Regions from separate parts of the Anas platyrhynchos genome. Here region 2 is linked to region 1. The links are chromatin contacts, called in public Hi-C maps. All regions are on one chromosome and are shown on one strand. The core of a region is the stretch at or near the end of the contact, and the rest is flanking DNA. Distances in the headings are between cores, read along the strand shown.

The links. A called contact is a pair of places that touch in the nucleus more often than the background predicts.
Region 2: a Hi-C map of F1 follicle shows a contact between it and region 1, with 5 times the contacts expected there. The contact joins two enhancer-like sites. A contact is called at or near these places in 4 of 8 Hi-C or Micro-C datasets (F1 follicle, liver, skeletal muscle and 1 more).

What each region holds. Positions count from the first base shown.
Region 1 is chr3:60,113,555-60,121,132 of IASCAAS_PekinDuck_T2T, forward strand. No RefSeq gene overlaps it. Among named protein-coding and RNA genes, the nearest start is that of TNFAIP3, 44 kb to the right of the region's middle. Within about 2 kb of position 4,042, at least 1 of the 8 cell types and tissues checked has an H3K27ac peak or open chromatin away from gene starts, as enhancers often do. A contact at or near this core is called in subcutaneous adipose tissue, where this site is marked.
Region 2 is chr3:60,422,009-60,429,586 of IASCAAS_PekinDuck_T2T, forward strand. No RefSeq gene overlaps it. Among named protein-coding and RNA genes, the nearest start is that of IL22RA2, 14 kb to the left of the region's middle. Within about 2 kb of position 3,958, at least 1 of the 8 cell types and tissues checked has an H3K27ac peak or open chromatin away from gene starts, as enhancers often do. A contact at or near this core is called in subcutaneous adipose tissue, where this site is marked.

The DNA.
Region 1 (7,578 bases), core at 2,792-5,291:
TCCCCAAAAAGGAATAAAAAACCCACAAACTTCAGTCCATCCTGCCACGTGTAGTGGAATAAACGGAGGACAGTATGCAAAACAGGAAGATTTGACTGCACCATTCAGAAATGCTACCAGTACTTATTGGCACTACCACCACCTGATATCTGTACAAACAACCTTCCTCTACTAATCTGTTTTTAAACAGGCTCAAAAGGGAACCTGCTGCAGATATATATCTGAATGCCTATCCCACTTCGTGTAGATTTTTCCTGTCATGGCACAAAATAGACAAAAGGCAATCACTATTATCAATGTAATTTCACCAGGAAGCATGTCATAAGTTCAGATGCAACATATCGTGCCCTTGAGTTCTTTGAAGTTTATCCTAAGCAAACCCAATTAAATAATAATTAGTTTTGTATGGATTTATTTATTTTTATTTATTTTATCAGAAGGCACAATGGACTCATATTTATTAATCATCTAGAAGCAGGCAAGTTTATCTCCCAGGTAGAAAAGTGTTAGGACCTTCATGGGCTCTCTTAAAAATATCTCACAAGAATCTCAAGGATTTTATCTGTTTCACTTGCTCTAGAAAAGGCAGTCTGCTTTGTCAGACTGAATAAGACACCCAGGACAGTAGCTTCTAAAGTAAACCTTGAGCTGTTGATGGTATGCTTTGGACATTTCACTTTCTTTACATCACCACTTGCTTGGCAAACAATGCCGGTAGTGCAAGCCGTGGTCTGTGGGCAGGAGGAAGGAGTTCACATTTTTAACAGCACTGTGCAAATAAGAAGTTATTTATTACATAGGACAAATAACAATTTGTTACATAAATTTATAACTTTCAAAATTGATCAGTAAGTCCTCACAGCTAAAGCCCAGCCACTGACCACAATTTAGCTTTTGTTGTCTCGGCTGGTAATTTTTTTACAGTTACACTCTTTCCAGTTGTGTGACTTAGAAAGTAACCTTAGCTTTCTGTATTAGTAGCACCCATGTTGACTTCTCTTTATTTCAGTTCTAGAGAATTAGCTTTTGCGGTAAGGACATTGTAATCCCTGTTATGGATTACTTGGTAAACACTAAGCATGTGCCCTTGGTTTGTTCACTTAGTGGGCAGCTCTGGCTGAACGTGGTAGTTATAAAAGTATTGGAAGGAAGAGCTGTCGACGTCAGGTTTGATGGTCTTAGAAGTTTCACCTGTTACTCATGGACAGATGCCCAAAATAGTTTACACTGAGATTTTGTACGGGATCTAGAAGACTTTATGGGATGATGAGTTTGAACGTAAGAAGCAAGTTTGGTAAATAGTTCAGATTTCATAGCCGTGTAAGATAGGTTTGATTCCTTGTATGTAAAAAAAAATCACTTCTTACTCTACATAGGAGAAGATGGAGAATATGTTGTAGTGACTGTATCAGCTTCTCTGCTTCCTGCGGTAACAGGTGGTTGTAGCTGCCCGTGCCCAGGCTGCAGGTTCCACCACCTGAGGGTTTTCAAATGTGAACACGGTGAGCAAGGAGGCTGAAATTTACCACAGGGCTAAAAACTGCAAACAGAGATACTGTGAGTAATATGTTTTAACCGGGTCTCATGTCGTCCACACACAAGCCCACGGCAAAACCTCAGCTGATTCAGCCAGAAGCAGACCAAATTTACAGAGCTTTGATGTATGAGCTGACTGTTTGGACAGAACAATTTATGGACATACACTCCTCCAGGCATCCTCTGAAACTTTTGTCTCTGCTCTAAAGTTCAGGAAACTCAGATTGAAACCAAAGCTTAGTTTCCCAGTTCTGTTTTCAAGTTGTTTACAGTGAAATATTTAATGGGCTGGCCAAATTCTGTCATCACTTGGTGGGCATATGTCTGCTTTGCTCGCAAGGTCTGCATGTTTGTGCAGCAGGTGGCACCACCACTTCCCTCTTCAGTGTCACATTGCAGTGGCACTGTCTACATGTTTAGAGCTGTTAAGCTCTTGGGGGGTAAAAGCTACAGAGCAGCTTAGCAACCTGCTTTTATTCAGTAGACAAGAGAAGAGAAGGTTTAGTTTTCCAAACCTGCTGATGCAGAAGGTGCTGTGTATGAATGTGGGGGGAGAATGACCTGTAAGGGAACAAACACACAAACAGTGATGTGGCCGGATTGGTGCTGCTAACAAGCAGGGTCCTTTAGGTGCTGGTAGGGCGTCATGCTCAATAGGAGTGACTAAGCTGCACTAATTGCCAGAGGAAGAAAAGCAGCTGATGTAATTCAGTGTCACTAAGGTGAAAAAAACAAAAGGAAAAATTAGAATTAGTTGAGAAGGAAGCACGATTCAAGGGCACTAACCAGGAAATTAGGAGAATGCTGATGAAATGCCCACTAAGGCTGCAGAGTGCTTTGCATCTCTTCCACTACCTGTTGATGCAGTTCTGCCCCCACTGAAGCCAAGATGCCCCCTGTGCCCACCCTTAGTACCTGCTGCATCCTGACTGCAGCACTGTACCATCCCAAACCTTCAGCAACGCACTGAGCAGGGGGTCTCATGGTCTTGAAATACATATTATTCTGTCCTCAGAAAATTATGAGAAAAGAGGCACAGCCAGCCACCTAGCCTAGGTTTCAGAGGAACGAGAAAAAGAAAAGTTCATTGTTGCCTGTCTTTCATGCCCTGTGTCACCTTGGGAAGTTGCTTTAGGTAAAACTGTAAAGGACAGCTATACTGTTAAGGATGCAAGATATGAAGCGTTTGAAAGCAAGTCTAAGTCTTAAAAACTACCTCTCTTGGAATGTTAGCTAATCTTTAGGGCTGATAAATGTGTTTTTATCCACTGCAGAGGAAAAGGTAAGTACAAGAGCAAAGCAAGAGATCACAAGGATTGTTGCCTTGAGCTCAGAGATTAGCACACAGCACCTGAAGGGAGACCTGAGATTCTGCCTTTTCTCAAAGTACTGGTTACATGTTTAAGAACCATTATACATTTGTGAACATATGTCACAGAGGGAGCTGCAATCCATTTCCCCACATATTCTCTCTTACCTACTACATGAGGTAGTTCACCACTGTGCTGCCTCTAGCCCAGTGAGATGTGAAGCCACAGGTCTCCAACTGAGGGAAGGGGAGGGGATATAGCTACATTTTTATGGGATGCAGCTGAACCCAGGGCTCCCATGGCCTTGTGATTACTCTGCTCTGGTGTATGCTAAAAAACAAGGCACCTGTGGCATCTAGAAACCTTTGTGACTTTCCAAGATCTCCATATTCAAGCCCAATGTTGAAGAGGGAGGGGGGAATAGTCTGTTTATGAGGAAGCTGCAGGAATAAATATACTGAAAGACCAAGGGATTATAGATATTAGAATAATGGCCCAAAATACCTGACAGGTCGTGCCCTCTGTGTTAGGGATAAAGCATTGCCTATATGAACCAAAGCCAGACCAACATTAATCATATATAACCATATAATTTCAGCTTGCACAGATGCATTCTGGCTCCCATCCAACATTATAACAGTATTTTGATTATCTGTTGCTTAGGGAATCAGCTTCAGGCCTCCTGAAGACACAGAGGAAATATAGATTGTCATCAGTACTCTGACAGGCACTACCTTTTTTTCTAAAAGGCACTTTAAGAACCATCCCAGGAGTTCCCATCACACTCAGATGTATTCTTTAAATGTTCCCTTTCTCCTGCAGCAGGCATTTTCTCCAGCTGCTGCTCCTGCCTGGGCCAGCGTTGTGCTAGCCCTGCTGGTGGGAGGGCCTGGGGCTGAGGAGATAGTACAATGTGAGCTAACTCCACAACAAAAGCTGTGGATTTGGGAAGAAGAGTCACTGCTTGCACCTATGCAGGAGGGGCAGTAAGCTGCTAGAGATTCATGTCTATGGCTGAGTAACAAATTGTTTGGTGGGTAGGGTGACATTAAGGAGTTAATCAGCAGCGAGGCAGAGATTAATGTCTAATTGTAGCAACTCCAGGCAGTTTAATTTGCTTCCCCTGGCCTGGTGACAGAGTGAAACTGTCAGCTGGAGCTGTGAGAAGCCTGCTCCACCCAAACTGGGGTGGTTTCAACCAGACAGCGCCTGCCAATCTGCCCTTCCTGCCTCCCTGCATGCACGGAAGGTCATAAATCATGTAAAACTCTCCAACTGCTAAGCTGTTTTGTGCTGAGGGAATTACCCATGACTCTATACTTGATGGAAGCTGCTGTCTCCTCAAATTGGTTAGGCACGTTCGCGCACGGAGGAAAAGATAAAGTGGATGAACAATTTGAGATTAGTTTCTGTCTTTTGTTGAAGCTGTATTCACAGCACACGGCCTCAGCCTACGCAGAAAGAGAACCAGATCAAAGGGATTATTAAAGTAGTTGCAATTTTGCACCCAAATACTCTTTGATTGCCTCTTTTTTTTTCTGGCTGTGGTGACTCTGGAGTTGCACCTGGAAGGAAAAGAGCGGGGTTGGCCTGCACTGGGCACCGGGGTGATTATGTTGTATCAGCACATCTCTTGGAAAACAAGTTACAGAAATGTGTCCGCTGTAACTGTTTTCTTTCAAAAGAATCCACTATATCCCTTTGTACAGTAATTCATTTCTCACCTCTCTGCACTCCCCAGTTTCTAATAAAGGAGCTGATTTACAGCATGCCACAGCAGTGCATGGCTGCTTGGAAAGGACCTGTGCGTTGCATTACCAGCAACCTCAACCTGAAGGAGAACTTCTGGTAGGCTGAATTAGACACCCAGACTGGAATTTGGCAAAAAATCTGGATTAGTTCCTTTACCTTCAGAAACATATGACAGAGAGCCTGAGGGCTTACACTGCATGAAAAAACAGGGTCTCTGCTAAACCCACAGTACTCCAGCTAATTCCTGAACAAAGTAAAATCAGTCATTTACCGGTTATCTGAACTATTTTTCTCCATGCAAGGTCTTGCTTGCTTTAGGAGGGTGTCTCAGCCAACCTTAATTCTGATGGTTATGTCTACAACAGGAACAATGGCTTTGGGTCCCAGCATGGAGCCCTCAGTGCTGGTTCTCCAGAGACTGCTGTGCAATAGGGAAGGCACAAAGCCACCTTGGGGCAGCCCTGGGAGGCACTTAGCTCATGTTTGAATGCCACAGACTGAAGCGAGTGCCACTTTTGGGCTTTGTGGAGGCGATTACTAAACCGGGAGAGAGATTTTGCCATGCAAAATGACACTTTTTATTTTCCATGTCAGATAATTGCTCTCATTTCGTGCTTATTTCTTTACAAGTGATAAGGGCAGGATCCTTCTGGCGAAAGTATGAGACCCCAGGGATGAAAAAAAAAGTCAGGAAGGGCTGCTTGCAAAAAACAGATGCGGGCGGTGGCCAGATGCCCTTGATACCAAACCGTGCCGTGGCAGAGGGACAGCACAGCACCTGCCTGCTCCCAGACCGAGGACACGACGGCTTCCCCGGTCAGGAAACCTCTCCTTGCAGGCAGAAGAAAGCTGCCCCCACACAAGGGCAGGGCCTGCCACAGGACGCTCCTGTCCCCGAGGGGAAGGAGGCCGGGGACGGGCCCGCCGCGCTGCCCGCGCCCGCCCCCTGGCGGCTCCTGGGGCCGGGGCCGGGGCCGGGGCCGGGCAGGGCCGGGGGGCTCCGGGCCGGGGGTCTCGGGGCTGGGGGGCTTCGGGCTGGGGGGCTCTGGGCCGGGCAGGGCCGTGCCAGCCGGTCCCGCCTCATAAACGAGGCAAATGCAGAGCAAACGCAGCGCTGGTGGAGGCCTGTGAGCTGTCTGCCATCCGGAGCTTGTGAACTTCTCCCGGGCTGGAGGGCTCGTAGGGGCCAGAAGACAGCAGAGCTGGTGGATTTTTTCTGTGAAGGGCTAGCCTGCAGACAGGATCAGGCTGGAAGGGTCCTGTTGTGGAGCCATGTGGTAGCTGGATGCCTGGTAGCTGTTTCTGGCCGGGCAGTGGTGCACCTCCATCTTCCTGGTGGAGTACGGTCTCCTGGGCCCACGGTTTAACCAGTGTTAAATAAAGTTAAATATGTTAAATATCAGGCAGAAATATGCCTGATCCATGGGTGTGTGGGCTCAGCAGGACCAGCTCGTTGCCTTCCTGCAAGGCTTAGTAGTACTCACCCTCAGATACCTGCAAAGCGAAGGCTGGTGGTGAGACACGCTGCTGGTGTGATACAGGAGGCCATACCAGGGAGTTGGAAAACTTCCTCCGCCTTAGGTCTCTACATTCTTCTCACAAACCTGTACAAATTCATGCGTTCTCCCATGTTAATAAAGCCTGCCTGAAGGATTTATTTTCAAGATGTGTGTATAACCTACTGACATAAGATTTGGCTCATTTGTGCATGGTTCATATTAATGTACTCGTTTGCTTCTGCAAGCAGGTTGCCACACAAAGCAGAGCAAGCTGTATCAGCGTAAGAATACAAACACAGGTGCTTATGTGTGTATTCTCAGAGATTTATACTGTTTTAGTTTTAATTTGAAAATATAAGGGCTGGACTGCAATGTGTCTCCCTGGTTAAGGCAAGCACCACTAAATGATGGAGGAGGAGTCCTGCCTCCTTTCACACATTGCTGTGTGGTGTTTCAGCTACACAGGACCCCAAAATAGCTCACACAGCACACAGGCAGAGTAGTAGTGGGGGATCTATGTCTGAGTGACCAAAACTGCTTTTTCTTTCCTCTTGCTGCAATAAGTGCATTCCTCACTCCATCATGCTCTGCACTGCACATGGACAACTGTTTACTGAGTGCAGGGGAGGTGAGGGTGGTGTGCTTGGTGCTGCCTGCCCCAGACCATGGGTCAGCCGGCAGCCTCCTGGGAGGAGGAGGGAGAAGATACAACTGAAATGGGAAACTAGCTGGATTCTCGTACCTTGTGACTGTAATTTGTCAGGCAGTAGAAACTGCTACTGAGGTCTACTGCACAGACTGACAAGCTTTACTAGTATGCAGCTGGTGATATGAATTAGATCAATGTGTAAACATTTTTGCAGTTTCTTGTGCAACTCCTTTTTATTATAATTTGACTATTAGCTAAACATTAAGTAAGTATTCCCATACATCCTGTCTGGGGATATGCAAATCAGTAAAATAAAACCTTACATACGTGTGCTCTTTCTGTTTGTTTCAGTTTTTATGCATTCCTTTAAGACCATTCAGCATTTCTCTGACACAAAGAAATGCTAAAATAACTTTTTTTTTTTTTCTTAGAAAATAAGTGGCAAAATAGTTTATTTAGGAAGTAAACCCATATACTGTCATGTGTGAATAGATTTCTACAGAAAAAGAAGCCAAAAGTATACCAGGAAGTTGTTTGGGTATGGGATTTCTATAGGTATGTAAGCACATACACACTGGACTAACACAAGGAGCAATATAACTGTTGCCATTTCGAACTGGAATTACTTGTGGTATTGGTGGGACTTCAGTGCCCATACACACCTTACCAACTTACCTTACCAACTTACCTTTTTAGAAAGACTACCCATAGCCAAAAAGTTATGTCACACTTTCCATGTGTGACTCTCCATGTCACACTTCTAGGCTAATGCTTATGCATTGGACAAGGAGGAAAGGAATTTTCTTGCCTGTGCATCCTCTTTCTCTCTGTC
Region 2 (7,578 bases), core at 2,708-5,207, 310 kb after region 1:
CAAGTGACAAGTACATGATTGTCATAGGACTGGGTTGAACTCTTATTTCTGGGCTAAGTTCTTGTTCTCAATTTTTATATCAGAAAAAAAATAAAGGTCCTAAAATACATGTACATCACCAAGAGGAAAAAACAACAGAGTTGACTCAAACTTACACTTTCAGAAGGTCTGTGAAACCACTAATTGTGCCCCCAAATGCAATGAGAATCAGAGAGAGAAACCTGGGGAAAAATGTTGATTTAAGCTATGAAGAATTAGAAATGTTCTGGAGAGCAGCAGAGTGACTACTACAGGTTAAGCGTGCACAGAGTAGCTGTGGAGCAAAGAGCCTGCAGCATCAGAGAAGAAATGTGTATTTCAACAGGGTTACAAAATACAAGCAAAGTGTTTTGGCCAGCTTCATGGTACAGCTGCTGGCACAGACACTAAACAGTTTTTGCCTTTGAAAAGGACTGCTTTATTAGTATGGAGCAAGACTATTTTTATGAGCATCCATAACCAAGGAGATACCTTATACTTGTGGGAACATGATGTTTGTGTATTCTGCTCAGGGAGGATCATTCAGCTATTTCAACAACAGTCTTTAAGGCCAAAGAGACATTATCAAGATGATTTTAAAAGTCACTCACCTCAGCATAGGTGTCTAGTGCAATTTAAAATACCCCTAAGCTTTCAGAACATTCACACAGCTTTGGCAGATACAAGGGCTCTGCAGGAGACCCTTACCTCCTTGGCAAGTCAGCTGAAGTCACAAAGGACACCACGCAGAGATTCACAAGACATCTATGCTTGGGTGACCAAAGCTCTACCGTAGCGTCTGAATTGCTCCTGTAGAAAACTAATGGGATAGTTAGTGGGTATAAACTGAACCCTGAATCTACATATATATGATTTTGTAGCAGTTTCACATCAGTGGGCAGCTGAGCACCACCGTGCCACATAAACCAAATACAGATTTCAAAGGTTACATTAAGAAATCTGAAGAGAAAACACAGTTATGGCAATGGAACACAGCTGATAAAACCTTGGTGTGCAAGCGGGTGTTGCAGTGTGCCTTGGTTACCTTTGTCCTAATGCCAAGGCCCAAGAACCTGTGGTGATATACATGACCCCTCAGGGTCCAATGATAGCCACTCACTGTGTAGGATAAAGTGGGGAAATAAGATAAACAGAGGAGGGAAAACTAAATAGCAGACAAGCTTCTAATGATTATCTACAAACCCCAGCATTGCATGTGAATAGGATCAACGAAAACACTTCCAGACAAATATTTCTAATAAAAAGGTTTAATTTTACTGAAAGAAAAACAGTAAGAAATGTGTTTCATAACATTATGTATTTCAAGTGAAAAGCCAAAACAAATTTCTTTTCTTTGTGGCCAAATACCCATTTCCTTCATTTTCCAGACTGCAAGTTTTCCGAATGCCAAATCTGAATTTCCTGGAGCAGGACAGCTCTGATCAGTCTTCATCTAACATATCTAGTCAGAGATCTCACTGAAACCAGTAACCTTTAAGCATGATTTCAGTGAGGTACCATTTCTCTGAAAGAACAGTTCAATAGCCATTCCTGGGCTGCAGAATACAACCATGGATGCAGGAAGCAAGAAAGAGGGTGTCACGCTGCACTGACTACAGTCCTAGGAGAGATGCTTACATTAGATGTTGAGATAGTTCTGATCAGTGCATGCTTCCTGTGATTTCAACATCTCAGACTGACATGTCAGCATTATGTGGACATGAAACCAAAGAATCTCCCCTCCTTTGGGCCTGGCCTCTTCTCTGCTGCAGGAATTCTGCAAGTTTCACAAATTACACCCTGCAGTACCTCATTTCCTGGATTCCTGCTACACTGGCTGGAAAGGAAGAAAACCAAAACAAAGCCCAAGAAAATTCAGCTATGCAGTGACAGGGGTCCAGACATCTTACTGAAGTTTACATGTAGGAAACTGAGGATTAACTCCCCACTCTGTTTCATTTTAGCTGGTAAATAATGTAGAACATGATGTATCTCCATAAACAATCGCAATTGAAGTGATTTGTTTAATGTTTACAATCCAAATGTCACTGCTAGTATTTTTAATGAATTTCAAGATTTGAGCAAGCTGTAGGTTGACCAGCCAGTAGGATGAAAGCAGGTACTGGAAATGCCTCAATCCCCAGGGCATCCTTCAGGCAGGCACAAAAAAAAATCACAGAAATTAGCTGTATTAATGAATATAACGTATTAATAGTAACAATTTTTATGTAGAAACTTTTTCTGAGGTACTTATCAAGGCCTGTGGGTCGTGTCCCTTCAGTTCATTGGAGAACAACATGGACTCGCTTGCTGAGGGAAGGACAGTTGTTCCTGTGAGTTCAAGTCCTAGGATATACTTGTGATATGCAAAAAACAGAATTTCCCAGAGATATTTACACTTTCTTAGGGACCAAGGATGACAAAAGAGTAAGACATTCACTCTTCCCTTTTCACTGTCTTGCATTGGTCACCGTTTGTAAGGGGGTTGCATACTTAACCTCCAGGCAGAATTTACTCATGTGGCAAAAATAACTTCCAGGTAAGGACTGAGCAGGCAACAGTCAGTGTTATGATATATAATGAGTGTGTAAGACCATAAATCTTGGGTGTTATCACAGCTACTGCAGAGAGACTGTGTAGCACAAGAAGGAACAGACTCTTCCCTTGCTCTAGGCTGTACCAAAATCTAAAGCAGCTTTCACAATCTGATGGCTAACTTCATTACATGAAGCAGACCATCTGCATTCACTTGCTTAGAGGCAGTATCTTAGCCATGGTCTGCATAAAATTACCAGATGTGAATGTTTCACTGCCATAGAACAATCCTAACTGCTTGGAAAAGACCATTTCAGTTTCTAAAATACAAGAGAAAAATAAATCAAACCACAGACATAAGTATAGTTTCTTTGTATTTTATTAGTTTTTATGGTTTGATGTGAACTGTGCAAGGAAAAGTTTTTAGAACATTTTAACTCAGACTTTAATGAACGTTTGCAATCCTTTATTTGTTTAAAGAAAAGCATTAAGAAAGCTGAGAATGAACCAAATTCAAGTAGAATTTTTTGTTCCTGAAACAAGTCTGGTATTTATTTTCTGAAGAGAGGGGTACATTTCCACTTAGTGCACACGACTATTTCTCCACAGATGACAAAAGCAAAGCTGACAAGAACAACAGCAAAATCTCAAATTCCAAGGGGACACTTTTAAACCAGGGGGCTGTAAAGAGAAGTCTGGCTGAACCATATACGGGACTATACTGACATGTTGTGGCAAGGCAGTAGTAATGCAATGCTTTAACCATGTCTATCACCACAAGCTATGCTGCTACTTTTGTTATGGCTGTTGTTCATGTTTCCAACCAAAATGAAAACAAAGGTGAGATAGATTTGGAAACTACATTGACTAAGCGAATACTATACCTTGTTCTTGTACAATTTGTTTTCGTTCATGATCGTCACTATAGAGTTTTGCTTTTGCTTTAGCCTCCTGATTGAGGGGCAAAGAAATCAGGGGTCAGGAACAAAACAAGGAACCTAAGAAAATATATAAGCAAGAACTCATGACTGTATCCATCCAATGCTTCCAATGATGGTATCTGAAGCAACTGAGGTATTTCCACATCTTAGCATAGTGGAAAGTCTCATCTAGTTACAGACAGGCAGACTAGATTGTCTTTGAACCCAGAACTGAAAATCCTACATCCCACACAGCTGCAGCTGTGTGTTTGGAGGCCTCCAAATTCTCAACTTTCAGCCGGCAAGAAGCCTCTTTGTTTAAAAAAAAATAAAAATAAAGAATTATCCCTGAATGACTCAGTTGAATAATCCTTCCCATACCTCTGATGATTAGGGGAAAAGGTCCAGGCACAAACTGTGCCGTGAGATGAAGCATTTTCAGAGGAAAAAGAGCATGCTGGTGGATTTCCCAGAACTGGGTAATGACTAAGCTGTCTGAACTTTATGTCCCTCAATCATCGTGACAGACAGTCAGCCAGCACCTCCACAGACAGCAGGACTCGGAATCCCTCTTTTAATAGTTTCAGCCTTTGCAAGCAAGATAGCTAGAAAACATATCATAAATGTGAGTGCTTTATGCCTGTCTTTCCCAGCGTAATCTGGTCATGAGGTGGACGCCCACACACACTTTGTCTTCCCAGAGTATTCCCCAGGCCATTCAGAACAACCTATCATCACCTCCCTCTAATGAGTTCTGGTACTAATTTTTCCTATAACGGGGACTTAGAAAACCTTCCAGTCCATGGAATCCCAAGAATCAGACAGTGCCAGAGAGCTTCATCAGTTGTCCTAACTAGAGAACACTTGTGGTAGGGGGGACAAAGGATGAACCTTATGTCTGTAACATAGACAGCCCTACCACACTGTCAGCCATACAAACTGGAAAACTTTTGCAGAGTTACTTGCTGCACAGCAAAAGCTGTAAATTTCTTCCTGGGCTGTGGGAAGAGTATCAACTATGGAGCCTCTTTGTGTGACCACAAAGACCACAGTCATTAGAACAGCAAGTTAGATAATAGACTCCGTATTTCTTAGGAAGGAGGAGAAGTGTTCACTGAGGAACAGAGTGTTCAGAGACCATTGACTTCAATGGGAATTAGGCACATGAAAACCCCTAAGCTCTGGAGTGCCTTAACAATGTATTTATCTTTGTATTATCCCCCTGTGAAATAGGAAAGGGCTCTAATCTGGTCTATAAAGACATTCAGAGTTATCTGGAAAGATATACGGACACTCCAAACACCTTTGAATGAAGTGATTTGCAATGGTTACATGGCAGTATTTTGGCAGCATTGGGCAATGAACAATGTTTCTCTGGTCTGAGGACCTCAGATATGAGATTGCTGTGGAAGTGCCTGTTGTTCTATCACCTGAGGCCACTCAGTCTCCCTTTAAATGACAACCTCCCCAAGTAATACTTGAATGCTAAATTTGAAATTATCTTCCTTTGCAATAAAGATAATGATGGTGTTTGTATCACCGCCAACAGGCTCAGCAGGTTAAAGTTCAGCCCAAGTCAGAAGTTTCAAGCCATTTTAAAGAAAAATATCCATTCTGACATGTTGGATTACAAAAGACACAGAAAGTTACAGAAGGCCTAGCTCCAGAGCAGAAATGACAGTCTGTTCTCCAAGACCACCCTGAATGATTAAACACATGTCCTTTTTTGTTGATTGGAAGAAAATACTAAACAAGCAGCAAAATATTTTCACGGAACAAAAAAATGTGCTCTCTGCTGCAGCAGAAAATACCCTCTCATTTACTCCTCAGGACAGCAAAAATGTGGATCCTCAGTCTACACCCCAGGACATTTTAGCCATTTACATGCTGACATTTTAGCCTCTGTTGTAATTAAAACCAGATTCCTATCAATGGCACTGTTGTATAGGAAGTGGGTAGCACGTAGCGGCAGCAGCTCTGACTCTGTTGAACTTTATCTTGAAGTGAATTCTGTTTCGCTATTCACTGTTATCTTGGACAGTACCTGGCTCCTCAGGCACAGAGGAGCTGTGACAAATTCTTCAAGAAGCCTGCGGAAATGAGCAGGCAATTCCCATTCTGCTTGCTGAGGAAACATTTTACGGAAGTGATCACTGTGCACACTCTGATGAAATGACTTTTTTTCCCTCTTCGTCCCTTCTCTTAAAATAAGTCCATTCAGACTGATCTGTTACTCTTTGTACAGGCAGAAATGTTATGCACCCTGTTACACCTCCCGAGACAGATTTTCAGACTTGCATATCTGAACTCCTCCAGGTAACTCTCTTTCTTCACAGGTGAGAAAGCTGATCCTCCACAAGTTTTGCCTGGGAAAAAATAAAATAAAAATAATTTTAAAAAAAGTGACTAAACCCCTGATATTACAATATAATTCTTTTTCTATTATTTTAGACAATTATTCAATTATTTTAGGTCAATATAATTCAAACATTAATCTAAAAAGAAGAAATTAAAATCTAGCAATGTAACAATGTGAAAGAACCTTTTCTAGCAGATAAAGAAACACCACTGCAATGTTATTACCTAGAGTAAAAGGAATAGCTTTTCCCTAGAGTAAAAGGAATAGCTTTTCAATGGCTGCTGGCACCTGACAGAGTTGTTTCACATCTGTGCCACTGCCTGGTGTATGTCTCATTTCTGTCTTGACATAAATGTCAATTGTCAAAACAAGCACATATACAAATACCAATTGCCTTGAAGTTTATGTGGGGCACCCTGGTTAGCACAAACTAATTTCCCCTCCTGCTCCTCTAGGAGTCGCTTGCCACATCCCAGGGGAGCGCCCCAGCTGCTGGGACAGCCCTCCCAGCACACGCTGCAGCACCAGGAGCCTGATTTCAAGTGACACCAATTTTTACCTCCCAACGTAACAAGAGAGGCAAAAATCCAGCATGGGTGTATGGAAAGATAAAGGAGAAGGTAACAGCAGGGAAACTGCTCACCAGCGAGTTGGCCACTCAACCTGGGACTGTACTGCACTAGGCATGATGCCTAGAAATTAAATATTACAAAGCTGAATGTTGCAATGCTGAATGTTGCAATGCATTAATCCTACTTGCCACCCTACACCTTCGAGTCCTGGCAAAACTACAATATATTTGCTTAGTCGAAGGCTTGCAAGAGCCTTGTGCTGACTAGCAACCCTGTGAAAAGAGAAGAGGCAAGAGGAGAGCAAGTATACCCAGATGGTATACTCGGTATACTCCACTGGCATGCTTGAGTTCTAAAACGGTAGCATAGGAGTATCTTGTAAATTGCTATTTGGATACATGCATTAGCTTGAAAACATATCACTTGAGTGTTTGAGAATAAGAACCGACTTAAGAACCCTATACGCATTATCAAATCTGGATGTTAGTTGCAGTATCTTCCCAAAGAAACCTGGAAAGGCAAAAAGCTGAGCTTTCACCCTGCACTTCTGCATCTAGGTGGAAGGAGAGCGCGGCAGATGGCCCTGCCGCCTGCCGACTGCGCGGAGTGAGAAAGTATCTGGTTTCCTCACTTTCACACCTTGTCCATGCAAGAAAGTTTCAGTGGGCGACCTGTGAACTTCAAACCTGACAAGTTTCCCCATACAGCTCAATCTACACTGTAGCTGTGTTTCAGTCTGATATTGACTAACAGGTCCTCAACTCTTCCCCTGTGACACTGCAATCAACAGTGTACAAAGCAGGAGCAGAGGCCGAAATTCTGGTTCCTGGGGTGACTCCTGTTACGCTTCTGCCAGTGACAGAAGACAACCAATAGAAATTGGGATGCTTATGATGCCATTAAAGTGATTTGTTTTAACGATGTTAGTAAAACTGATAGAAACTTTTCTACAACAGCAATACCAGACCAGTAATGATATGACCTGAGCACAGCACAGAAACAGAACCTACCACGGAAGATATCTTGAGGTAAGATTTCTCAGGCAATGGGCCAGCGATAGTACACCTGCTGTTTGATGATAACAGTGCTCAGGAAAATCTTATGAAGCCAGTAATAGTAAAACACTGGGAATGCAGGTTTAGACATTGTATTGGATTTGTATGTGAAGGGCTTG